Regions from separate parts of the Mus musculus genome. Here regions 1 and 3 are each linked to region 2. A link is a contact called in public ChIA-PET and HiChIP or PLAC-seq data. All regions are on one chromosome and are shown on one strand. The core of a region is the stretch at or near the end of the contact, and the rest is flanking DNA. Distances in the headings are between cores, read along the strand shown. Region 1 has its middle 6.5 kb from the start of AI506816. Region 2 overlaps 5031425E22Rik (RIKEN cDNA 5031425E22 gene). Region 3 overlaps Srpk2 (serine/arginine-rich protein specific kinase 2).

Region 1 (4,157 bases), core at 777-3,276, 330 kb after region 2:
ACTATTTGGAGGTGTGGCCTTGTTGGAATAGGCCTTATTTTGGAATAGGTGTGTCCTTGGAGTAGGTGTGTCTCTGTGGGCATGGGCTTTAATACCCTAGTCCTTGATGCCTGGATGCTGCCATGTTCCTGACTTGATGATAATGGACTAAACCTGTAAGCCATCCCCAATTAAATATTGTCCTTATAATGTTGCTTTGGTCATGGTGTCTGTTCATAGCAGTAAAACCCTAACTAAGACATATACTAAACTTAAAAGACCAGTAGAGCCGGGCGGTGGTGGTACACACCTTTAATCCCAGCACTTGGAAGGCAGAGGTAGGCAGATTTCTGAGTTCGAGGCCAGCCTGGTCTACAAAGTGAGTTCCAGGACAGCCAGAGCTATACAGAGAAACCCTGTCTCGAAAACAAACAAACAAACAAAAGACCAGTAGATAGATCATCAGATGAATGTGTATGCCTGTGTAAACTTTTGGCTAGTACAAAATGCACTCAGTACTGACAATAGCAACAAAAGAACATGTGCACATGGTATTTATTCCCCATTTGCTAAGTTCTCTTCTAAGCCCTTTCTACAAATTAACTGAATTTGTCTTCAGTACAACTTATACAGTAAACAGGAGTTTTATCTTCATTGTACAAAGAGGGAAGCTTAGGCACTGGCAGGCTAAATAGCTGCCTGTATGCATATTTGATACCCAACAGTAGAGACTTGAATGCGGAGAATTCATTTTGTGTCAGTGCATTTAGCTGATATAGATAAGCATAGGCATGGAGGAGGGTATGAGTGTGGAAGTGGAGACAGGAAAAAGATAGATAGGGCTATAACTGTCCACTTTCCAAGGTTAAGAGATCCCTAAACTGAAATAAAGAAGAAGACAAATTCTTACTCAAGGAAGCCAGTTGAAAAATAGATCAAAAACAGACAGGTAGATGACAGAAAGTATATGGGGAAGAAGATTGTGGGGGCTGGGGGGTGGAGAGATGACTCAGCACATAAGAGCACTTGCTGTTCTTCTAGAGGACCCCGTTTTGAAACCCAAACCTCAGTTGGCAGCTCACAAGTGCCTGTAGCTCCAGTTCCAGAGCATCTAACAACCTCTTCTTGCCTCTGAGAGCACATGGTAAACAGACAGCTATATGCATAAAATGCAAATAAATAAATCTAAAAATGAGGAGATAGACAGATAGGTAGATACCAAGAAAACAGACAGGAAGAAGGGGTCTAAAGTGGATGAAGGCATGACACAAGGTGGACAGGGATGATAATTGGGCCTCCTGTCTCCTTGCCAAGTTCTCCACTCTGTTCAGGACGACTAAATGTTGAAATGTGGACTCATACCAAAATAAAGGCAATGCATGGTGTTATGGAGGATAAAAAAGAAAATGGATGGATGGGGAGAGAGAGGGAGGAAGAGAGAGAGAGAGAGAGAGAGAGAGAGAGAGAGAGAGAGAGAGGCACTGACACTGGATGAGTTGGTATACACTTGTAATCCCGTCACTTGGGAAGCTAAAGCAGGAGGATTATGAATTTGAGGCCATCCTATGCTACAGAATGAAATCTTGTCTCAAAAGTGAAGACAAGGAGGAAGCAGAGGAAGAAGAGGTATAAAGGAGGAAAGGAGATTTTTTTTTAAAGATAGTGTAGCCAGAGGAGGTAGCATTGTCAAGGTAGATTTGCTAGGTGTCTCCAAGCCAAGAGAAGCATGGTCATGAGTAACCAGGTCCCAGGGTTCAGCAGCAAACTCCAGAGATGACACCAATCTGGGAACAGTGATGTCTTAATGACGTCACTGTCCTGAAGGCAGCTCACACCACAACTCAGGCAGATGTGCACATGGAGGACACAGGTCAATTATTCCCACCCCCGCCGTGAGCCTCTCCACCCTGACACACCGCAGATTCCATCTGAGGAGACACCAAACAGAAACACCAAGCAGAGGAAGCAGAAACCCAAACACTGGACCTTTTGTTGGGGTCTGAGAGTCACTTCACAAACCACAGGAACACCATCTCAGTCAGACTGGGATGGTTTACTGAACACACACCCTAGTGTTGATCAGATCAGGGACATAACTCAAAGTGTCTGAACTACAACAACAAATATCTCTCATATAAAGGAAGAAAAACCACAAAAACCACAATGAGCTCATATACAGGTGCAGGAAGTATTGCCTGGTGGTCAAGCTCTGACTCATAAATACACATAAAAGAAAAAAACATACAAAAAGGATTCAGTCATGAAGAGAGAACAATTCTAAATTCTTTCCACCAGTTCTGATCCTCACATGTCTTGTGAGAAATTTCCTAAGAGGCTTAATGGAGCAGATTCTCCCCTCCTTTTTCATGCATGTGTGTATGCATGCTGGGACATACTGTGTGTGTGTGTGTGCGCACATGCATATGGCAGCCACGGGACAGCCCTCAGGTGTCATCCTTAGAAGCATCTGCAAGACAGAGTGACTCTGGCCTGGAGCACGTTGGAAACAGGTGTCTTTCTCCTCCTTCCACCCTTCCATGGGTTCTGGGATTGAACTCTTCAAATACTGACCCACTGAGCCACCTCACTGCGCACTTCTCTGCCCTTCTTTCCTCTCTGTCCCCAGCCCTGCTGCTTCCCGATTATTCTCAGGGATCAGAAAGTTGATAGTTGCAACAATATATCTTCACATTGAATCAATGGCAGATGTGATTCCCTTCTCCAGCCCACCTCTCCATCTTCTATGTACCTTAGAAGTAGGAAGAGAAAACTTGTGACAAGTCAGTCTCTGTGGAAGGAGTGTCAAGAAAGCTGCCTCTTAGTTCATGTTGGTTTTCACTTAAAACTAAAATGAGGAGCTGCAGTCTCGTCTAATCAGTAAAGTATTTTCCCAGCAAGCTTGAAGACTGGATTAGAAACCTAGTACCCACATTGAAAGGGGGAGGGACAGTTTTTTTACAGAGGCACTTGTCTCTCACACCAGTGCTGGGAGGTATGGGGGGGCGTGGTGGTCTTGGTACTCATAGGCATGCACTAGGGGAGCCTGGGATGGTAACAACACAGGCTTGGTTCTTCAAGAGAAAGAATGTAAAATCAAACCTGTTTTCCTCCCAGGAGCCTTGAGCAGACATACTTTCTAGCTTGGTAACCTCTGTACAATCTGGGTGGCTGAAGACTTTCTGATGCTGGATGCTCCTCCAGAGCCATTCTTGTAAATTTGTTTTTCCTCAGGCAAGCAACAAAACCTCCTGTTACGGAAGGTGTCACACGTACTTTACAAAGAGTTTTGATGTAGTTTCTTTGTTCCACAAAGAGATGTAGGTATGGTCCTGCAGTGGTGGCCTGTGGGAACTATAAGGGGCCGGGGAAGGAGGAGGGAGGGAGGATAGCCTACGTCTGGCCAGAGTTCCTCTTATGCTCTGGGTAGGTGGATGTGGGAGGACTGTCAGACGCTTTTCACTCGGCCTCTGGTGGGCATCTAAGCCACTGACCCCACTCGATGGTGGGTGGACAAGGGGCAGGCACCCCCCAAACCAAGGAGCCCTGGGGCAAAACCCTGTAGCCTCGGGGTTATGGGAGAGAGGGCTTAGGGATAGAGGTTCCCACACAGGCGAGAGTCTGCACAGCGGGCCTTGATGAACAGAGACAGTTCATGGTTTTAGAGCTTTATTATAGAAAGGCAGGGGGAAACAGAAAAGGTAAAAGAGAAGGAGAGACCGGCCATGGCCAAGAGGAGGGAAGGGGGAAAGAGAGAGAAAGAAGAAAGGCTAGAGAGTAAGAGGGAGAGAGCAAGAAAGTGAGAGGGCCAAACAGCCCCTTTTAAAGTATGCTGCTATTTTTTCTGTTGCTAGGTAACTGGGGAGGAGTCTAGCCTGAAGGTCAGAAGCTTGGGACGTTGCCTACTTGACTACTAACCAGGCTTCTCTTGTGGAGGGCTGAGGGGGGGGGGCGGTAACTTCGACAGGAGCCAGGGTTCCAGGAGACATGAGAGAACTCCTTCCATCCCATGTAGGTGAATTATCACCACTGGGTCCTGGGGTTCAACATCTCAGCTCGACTGTCATTGTGTGCCCCACAGTGGCCCACACCTTTACTCCCAGCACTCAGGAGGCAGAGGCAGGCAGAGCTCTGAGTTTGAGTTCCAGGGCAGCCAGGGCAACACAGAGAAAAGCCAGAGA
Region 2 (4,456 bases), core at 898-3,397:
TATCCGAGTACTGCTGTATCAGAGTTCAGTGTATCCGAGTACTGCTGTATCAGAGTTCAGTGTATCAGAGTACTGCTGTATCAGAGTTCAGTGTATCAGAGTAGTGCTGTATCAGAGTTCAGTGTATCCGAGTACTGCTGTATCAGAGTTCAGTGTATCCGAGTACTGCTGTATCAGAGTTCAGTGTATCAGAGTAGTGCTGTATCAGAGTTCAGTGTATCAGAGTACTGCTGCAGCAGAGACCTGGACTTTGGATCTCAGCATCTGTATCAGGCACACACAAACACACATATAAATAAAGGTAAATCTTTTTTTTTAATTGAAGGTGGGGACCTGCAGAGGTACTTAGTGCTTAAGAGTGCTGGCTGCTCTTGCAGAGGCATAGGCTCCATTCTCAGCATCCACATGGTGGCACTCAGTACCAGGGAATCTAATGCCCTCGTCTGACCTTCCTGGGCATCTGGTAATACATGTGGTGCTCAGTCATGCAAGTAAGCAAAACACTCATACACATAAGTAAATAAAAACATTTTTTTCAAAGACTTATTTATTTTTATTTTATGTGGATGAGTGTTTTTGCAGGCTCTTATGTCTAAGCCACATTTGTCCATTAGCAGAGGAGGCCAGAAGAGGGTATCAAATCCCCTCAAACTGGAGTTCGAGATACCTGTTAGCCATCATGTAGGTGCTGGGATTTGAACTCACACACGTTAAAAGAGCAGCCATATCCTGTCTTCAAAATGAAAAATTAAATAAATGAATAAATAACTGACAGGAGGGGCAAAGCCTATTGTTCCAAAGTTTCTGTGGGCCTTGGGCATGCTAGGTTATGGGGTCTGGTAAGCAGAGGTGGAAAGGTTTCTAAATGAGCAGAGCCTTGCCCTTTGATATAGTTGCCAACAACCACATTTTCTGTTCTGGGCACAGTGCCATCAAGGGTCTCAGCCACCCTCCCCCACCTTAGTGAGAAAGTATCTGCTAGCGTCTAGCAGGGTCGATGCAGGCAAGGACCAGAGTGAAAAGGAGTTCTGAGCCTGGCTTCCCTGTGGTGCACTCGGACATACATCTTCCAACCGTCATCATCTTACTCCTCTTGTCTCTGACCCCTCCTTGACCAAAGGCAACTACATCTCAGTTCCTTACTATTCGGGAGCTACTCAACAATTACACTAAGAGAGCTTCTGAGCTGGGTGGGCATGGTGGCACAAGGGCATCCCTGTAATCCCAGCACTTAGGAAGGAAAGTCAGGAGGCTCACACAAGTTCAGGGCCATCCTCAGTTGTGTGGCTGAGTTCCAGGCTATGTTACAGAGACCCCTGCCACAAAAATAAATAAATAAATAAATAAATAAATAAATAAATAAATAAATAGATAGATAGATAAATAAATAAATAAATAAATAAATAAATAAATAAAGCGAGGGAGGGAGGGAGAGGGGAGGGGAGAGGGGAGGGGAGAGGGGTGGGGGTGGGGGAGGGGGAGGGGTGGGGGAGGGGGAGACTGGTTTAGAACTTTGCCCTGACTCTGATCTTAATTCCTCCTGGCAATGGGCAAGCTGTTTCTTTTCTGAGGAATGCGAAAAGAGAATGAGAGATTTGTTATGGTGACAGGAAGATTCCAGATCAGAGGCAAAGCCCCTCTAGGGTACATACCATCTGGGGATAGTCCCTAGAAAAGTAGATACCTGCGCTAATTTAAATGTTTAACAGGAATGCAGGTGCAGATGAACAAAAGGTAGTTTCCATTAGGTAGAAATGTTTTTTTTTTCCACTTCCTGTTTCTAGTCTCTTTTTCAGTGTTCCTGTACGAAACCACGGAGTTTCAGAAGCAGATGAAATCTATCAGCGGCCTGCCCCAAGCTCCGTCAACCCTGCCAGGCTGAATGGTGCTGATTGTTCGCAAAGGGCGGGCATTTCTCTGCAAACAGAAAAGCCTGCTCAAGAAATGCCACTCACCGCCCTGTATCAGTCTCAATATTGAGTCTGAATGATTTCCCGATGGCGACTTGACCGAAATGGAAAAATATTTTTCCGTTGCAATTCCCCCGGTACTGACTGGTGTTTCATCCTCTTCCGGTCCTTGTGAGACAGCAAGAGCAGACAGAGCTTCAGCAGTGTTGATCTTCAGCTCTGAGAACAGAAGATGGGTGGGGTGCTGCGTTGCCACGCAACCAAAGGCAACACAGCTGCAGATCTCTGCCAGCTGGGCCAGCCCATTCAAACCGCAGGGAGTTTCAAATGGCTGTGTCCCCTAGGGACTGGGCTTAGCAAGCCCAGGGGGAAAAGTCAGCATTCAAATGGCTTCGATGACGATGACGCAGAGGAAGCCAAGAGGACGCTGTCAAAGCCTAGTCATCATTGACTCGAAGTTAGTATACTTGAACAGGAAAGAACTGCCAAGATCAGACAGGCAGGACACACACACACCTTTCTTTTAAACTTTAAAAGTTATTCTCTTTAAAAGAAACGTAGTTGCTTTTTAAAAAGCTATACAAAGTTCTTAATGTTTCTTTGGCAACAGAATAGAATGAAATTTTACAACTATATAAAATGTTTATTTACCGGTGTGTGTATAGCTGACTGACAAAGCTGTCTACCACCCAGCACCCTAACTGCTGAAATAAGCTACCTCATATTATAGCATCTCCAAACAGAATGAGAAGGGTACAGAGACTGGAACTTGTCTGTAGACTAGGAGGTGACTTTATTATCTTTCCTATAGTCAAAATCTGCACTCTCTGCTCCATGATGCCTCTGAATCCACTTGAGGGGCAGTGATGGTCCCTCCTCGGCCACTACCACGTACCCTGCCATATGAAAGCCAACACTTCTCTGCCTTGGTAGCTCCATGGCCACCATCTGGACAAATTGGGGTTCCGAACATTTCAGCATCTAACCTTTCTTCAGCCTAACTCGGGCTCCTTTCTCCAGTATCACCATAAGCAATACTATCAAAGAATGATTTCATTTGGTCATGTTATTAGTTGGGTCTCAGCAGGTCTTCGGCAGCATCTCCTTCACTGGTTAAGTACCAGCTTGTGAGTCTCCTGTATCTTCATCCACAAGCTTGTCCTGTTTCTCAGGTTTCTCTTCTTCTAATTTAAGTTTATTATGAGACACTCTGTCCGTTTCCTCCTTGTTAAATTGTGTGTATGCACTTGTCTTCCTCAGATTTCACTGGACCATCTCATGGATACCAAATCTTCCTCTACCACCTTGATGAGCCCCACTTCCTCCCCTCAGAGCAGAAGGAACACTTGGGACTAGAAGCCGCTTGTATAATTTCTTTGTCACTCATTTTGTTTCCCAGTCTTGGGATTTTGTGTGCTTCAGCTTTCTCCCTTCCTCCCTTCCTCTCTTTCTTCTCCTCTCCCCACCCCCCAACCCCAGGAATTCACTCTGTAACCACGGGAGGGAGAAGAGTTTGGCTGCTATGTGATGAAGGGAGTCTGAGATACAGGCTCCCAGTCCTCTCCTCAAATCACCATTAAGAAATCACTCCTCTCCCAGCCTGATTCTTCTTCCTGGGGAAGCACTAATTCGGAGTGGAATAAGTCAGAAATGCTGGAGCAGAAGTTCTTCCACATGGAGGAACTGTCAGGAGTGAGGGGGAATCTTTACAGATCCTAATAATATGCATAAAGCAACATGATGCTTGGCACACAAGAAACACCAAGTAAAAGCTCTTAGCTGGTTATTATTCTAGCTGTGGTTTATTAATCATGCCAGAGACTTTCCTACTGCACCGCTGTGATCTCTCGGACTGTATCTGCCCTTGTTGGATGTTCAACCCCGGGCATGTTACTAAACTTCTCTAAGATGCCCTCCTCCTTACGATATATATAATAGTACTTACCCTGTATTAGAGAGGATCACATGATATTTTTTATACAGTCTTGGCATGGTACCTGGAACCTGGTAAATATGTATTGAATAGTGACCACGGTAACAAAAGAAGCTTGCGAGTTCAAAGCAAAATTAATGTAAAAAAAGGAAAAAAAAAAGACAAAATTGACTTCGAGGTGTGTAAAGGAAAAGTTGACTTCTGTCTTAGTTAAGGCTACTATTACTGTAATGAAATATCACACCACCCTTGGAGAGAAAAGGATTTATTGCACTTCCACATTGCTGTTCATTGAAGAAAATCAGGACAGGAACTCAAGCAGGGCAGGAACCTGGAGGCAGGAGCTGATGCAGAGGCCATGAAAAGGTGCTGCTTACTGGCTTGCTCCTTATGACTTGCTCAGCCTGCTTTCTTATAGAACCCAGGGCCACTAACTAGTACAGGGGCGGCACCATCCACGATGAGCTGTACCTACCCCATCAATCGCTAATTAAGAAAATACCATACAGGCTTGCTACAGGCATATCTTTGGGAGGCATTTTCTCAACTGAGGCTCCCTCCTCTCTGATAACGCTAGCTTGTATCAAGTTGACATAAACCTAGGAAACAGTTG
Region 3 (4,000 bases), core at 35-2,534, 260 kb after region 2:
CACTTTTTTCTATCTGTTTACTTACAAGGAAGATGGCAGGACAGACCTATAGAGGTCAGAGGCCACTGCAGACCTCAATTTTCCCCTCCACCACGGGGGCTCTGGGGCTTATCTCAGATCTTCTACTTGATGACAAGTTCCTTTAATGCTGGGGTCATTCTGCTGTAAGATCTTACAGGTGGTACTTGTTTCTTTGGTTTTGTTTTTTGTATTTTGTATTTTCAAGACAGGGCTCTCACTCTGTAGCTCTGGCTATCCTGCAAAACTCACTGTGTAGCCCAAGCTGGCCTTGAACAGAGCTCTGCCTACTTCTGCCTTCCTGGTGCTGGGTTCAAATGTGTGGGCCACCACACATGTGGCCATGGGATATCTTTTAATGTAAAAGAGATAACAGAAGTAGGCTTGCACTGGGCAGTGGTGGCACATGCCTTTAATCCCAGCACTCGGGAGACAGAGGCAGGCGGATTTTTAAGTTCGAGGCCAGCCTGGTCTACAGAGTGAGTTCCAGGACAGCAAGGGCTAATACAGAGAAACCCTGTCTTGGAAAACGAAAAAAAAAAAAAAAAAAAAAAAAAAGAAAGGAAAAGAAAAGAAAAGAAAAGAAAAGGAAAGAAAAGAAAAAGAAGAAGAAGTAGGCTTGCCTATGTCTTTTCCAAGATGAAGAAAATATAACTAACAGATGAAGGCAGCATTATCAGTAGGCATGAGAAGTATCTCATGATATACCGTCAGTTGGCCTCCACTTCCCAGCAAGCATCCCTAGTATTGAAACTGCAGGTGGGAGCCATGAGGACCTACTTACTAAAATTAAATTTTACTGCAATCTTACTACTGAAAATTTTATAAGTACAAATATCATTCCACCTGCTACGGTGAACATGTTGAAGCTTTTCCTAAAACAAGAAAATTTTATTACCAGGTCACCAAAACCTGTAAGAGTTCAAACTTCTGGGACCCAAGGTAAAAGAAAAGAAATTGACTCCTTAAAGTTATCCTCTGACTTCTACACAAGCACCATGACACATCCCTACACACAGGAGCATACACACATAAACACACACAACAACAACGATATATAGATTTAAAAAGAAAACGGAAGTCTTACTGTAAAGGAAACACTTGGGAGGTAAGAAAACAAGAAATTTATTCCAAAACCATCCTTACATTTTAGGATGTTTCAACAAAAGGAAAAGACAAAGAACAGGCTCTATGGTTTTAAGAGTTACATGGGTGCATAGGAGCAAGCAGCTTCCTGTATAGAGCAAGGGTAGCCCCACCCACCCTGCCTCTGGTAAGCCAGAGGCCCAGGACTACAAATGAACAGCAAAGGCTGATGGGTAAGACAGACTTACTACACTGAATCCTCCTAACTAATTCAGGAGTACGTCTGTCAGTGCACATGACAGATGCTTTTGACTCTCATCTGCACTTTCCAGGCTTGGCTTAAGTTATTGTTCTGTAAACAGAAAAAGACGCCTCGAGGAAAAAGTGCCAAATATGTTGTTCTCCCTATAATGCTCAGTAACAGTGCCTTACTGAGGTCTTAAACCTACCAGTCAGTAGACATACTCTAAAAAGACTCTGGATGAATTGATGCTCAAAGCAACTGCACATGTTAGGAGATTGTATCTTTTCTCTACTTTTTTGAATTTACTGAAGCTCATTATAAGCATGCCTTTTATAAGCGTAAATTGTATGTTCTCATAATATCATAGAAGTGGCCCATACCATGATGAATGGAATTGAGGGCTCTGGTAGACTGTACTCAATAGCAGCCTGTAAAATTCAAATTATGCACTACACCTAATCCTAGATTCTACATATACATCTACTGTCTACAAAAATAAAGTATCATTTAAGTACCCAGTACTTTTAACTACCTCCAGACACCATGGTAACAGCAGCCAAGGCAATGTATGAAGAAGTGCTCTGCAAAGCACTAGGGAAAGTCAAGGGCGAAGTGTCAGCTAACAGTGTTACCGCTGCCACTGTAGCTCCTCACCAACTATGTCTGAAAACCCGCTGTTGGCTTCTTCTCTCGCTTAGAGTTCAAAATAGTCCATTGTACTATATTTAAGGAAAGCAAATTCAAGGCAAATTTTAGAAAGCAATGTTGAGAGCTGGAGAGATGGCTCAGCGGTTAAGAGCACTGACTGCTCTTCCAGAGGTCCTGAGTTCAAATCCCAGCAATCACATGGTGGCTCACAACTATCCATAATGAGATCTGATGCTCTCTTCTGGTGAGTCTGAAGACAGCTACAGTGTATTTATAATAAATAAATCTTTGGAAAAAAAAAGAAAGAAAGAAAGCAATGCTGAAATGAAGTCATCCCCAGCAAATCACCTGGGGGACTAGTTGGGCGTTTCTCCTGCTCCCCCACACCCTCAGAGGCTCACATTCCCTGAGTGTGTAAGCGCATGCTTTTGGACTTTTGTTACATTCTTGTTGTCCTTTGTCTTTTACTATCCCTTGACAATTCCAAAGATAAATTTTGGTCATTTCCACCCCTCATTTCCCTCTCTCCTCTACTGAAACCTTCGGTCAAGAGTCCCGCCTCAGCCAGGCGTGGTGGCGCACACCTTTAATCCCAGCACTCAGGAGGCAGAGGCAGGAGGATTTCTGAGTTTGAGGCCAGCCTGGTCTACAAAGTGAGTTCCAGGACAGCCAGGACTATACAGAGAAACCCTGTCTCAAAAAAATAAAAAACAAAACACAACAAAAACAAAAACAAAAAAAGCAGAGTCCCACCTCTGCTCTGGTGTCTTTTACTTTTGCCTTGCATGCTGGAACTCTTTCTACAAAGAGCAGCTGGTCCCAAGCCTATGTTCCCTGCCTCACTGAGTGCCCTGTGTCACTCAGGACAAATGGCTGAGGTGCCTATGTCCATACCAACCACAGCTGGCCTCCAGGCCCTGGCGTGCGTGTGTGCTCCCTCTGTTCTTCTCCCCACCATCCTCCCCCGACCTTCCCACCCCACCCCACACTAAACCTCTCCAGCCCAGGGCTTCTCTTGCCTTCCCACAACTTCTGATTCCTAGATAACAAAGCCACTCTTGCCCTCCTTTTTTGTCTGCCTCCCCCCACCTCACCCCCGTCTCTCCTCTCATGGCCCAGTTCAGTCCTTCAGACCCTTCCAGATGCCTCTGACCATGTTCTCCCTCATATCTACATTAAACACCATCTCCTCACTGTACCTACAGGTCCTCATCTTCATTCACACATTTTTATATGCAAAATAATGTTCACATACAGATAATGCTTACAAACTAAGAGAACAGGCATGGCATAGCACACCTATAATCCTGACGTCAGGGGAGCTGAAGGGACAGCATCAAGCCTGGCGTTCAACACTGGCTGGGACAATGCAGGAGAATCCAAGGGAGGCAAGTGGGGGGAGGGACTACCAAAGGGTAATGCAAATTTCTACATATTCAACTAAAAGATTCTTTTTGTATAGCATCATGAGATTATCTTTTCCTTTTTTAAAACCTATATAGTATATTCCCAGTATTATAGAGTTTACTAAGAGAGTTTCATAACCAATCCATATAGCTAAAAGACTTGAATTTTTTATTGAAAATAAACAGAATTTTCATCTGTGTGCATCCATACCGGTGGGAGGCTCTGTTGTTTCTGACCCAGCATTGTCTCTCACTGTTCTAATCCTGATCCACACTCCTGCAGAGCCAAGTCTCTGAAAATAACTGATCCCATTATTGTCCTGTTTGAGGCCCTTCCGTGTTGCCCCATTTCCCACAGACACAGAGCTTGCACCTTTGAGGGAGAAGGGCCAACCAGTACCCGTGAAAGAGAATTCTAAGCCTATCTTGCCAAAAAGTACATTTAAGTTTTACAAAAAGAACCCAACTTATTTAAGCTTTTAACATTTCAGACACAAATAACAAAACCTCATTTTCCCTTAAAGCAGTGGTTCTTAACTTTCCAAATGCTGCAGCCCTTTAATAGAGTTCCTTATGTTAGGGTGACCCCCCAACTATC

The links. ChIA-PET counts read pairs in DNA pulled down with a chosen protein or histone mark. HiChIP or PLAC-seq counts read pairs in DNA pulled down with a chosen protein or histone mark.
Region 1: an RNA polymerase II ChIA-PET map of memory CD8 T cells shows a contact between it and region 2, with 316 read pairs. The contact joins two enhancer-like sites. A contact is called at or near these places in 1 of 15 datasets of contacts at CTCF or cohesin (pro-B cells), 2 of 484 Hi-C or Micro-C datasets (CD4 T cells and the N1E-115 cell line) and 10 of 115 datasets of contacts at active chromatin or transcription factors (the 230-238 cell line, CD8 T cells, cardiomyocytes and 5 more).
Region 3: a contact with region 2 is called in an H3K27ac HiChIP or PLAC-seq map of double positive thymocytes, with 5 times the contacts expected there. The contact joins two enhancer-like sites. A contact is called at or near these places in 2 of 15 datasets of contacts at CTCF or cohesin (large pre-B cells and pro-B cells), 2 of 484 Hi-C or Micro-C datasets (B cells and liver) and 4 of 115 datasets of contacts at active chromatin or transcription factors (the 230-238 cell line, double positive thymocytes, large pre-B cells and 1 more).

Annotation. Positions count from the first base shown.
Region 1 is chr5:23,717,100-23,721,256 of GRCm38.p6, forward strand. No RefSeq gene overlaps it. Among named protein-coding and RNA genes, the nearest start is that of AI506816, 6.5 kb to the left of the region's middle. Within about 2 kb of position 2,027, at least 72 of the 459 cell types and tissues checked have an H3K27ac peak or open chromatin away from gene starts, as enhancers often do. A contact at or near this core is called in the 230-238 cell line, CD8 T cells, effector CD8 T cells and 3 more, where this site is marked.
Region 2 is chr5:23,384,909-23,389,364 of GRCm38.p6, forward strand. 5031425E22Rik (RIKEN cDNA 5031425E22 gene) reads right to left here. Exons shown (of 3, transcript NR_165300.1): 2 at 1-264. Among named protein-coding and RNA genes, the nearest start is that of 5031425E22Rik, 46 kb to the right of the region's middle. Within about 2 kb of position 2,148, at least 405 of the 459 cell types and tissues checked have an H3K27ac peak or open chromatin away from gene starts, as enhancers often do. A contact at or near this core is called in the 230-238 cell line, CD8 T cells, double positive thymocytes and 4 more, where this site is marked.
Region 3 is chr5:23,644,592-23,648,591 of GRCm38.p6, forward strand. The region is part of intron 2 of Srpk2 (serine/arginine-rich protein specific kinase 2); the gene reads right to left. Among named protein-coding and RNA genes, the nearest start is that of Srpk2, 29 kb to the right of the region's middle. Within about 2 kb of position 1,285, at least 8 of the 459 cell types and tissues checked have an H3K27ac peak or open chromatin away from gene starts, as enhancers often do. A contact at or near this core is called in double positive thymocytes, where this site is marked.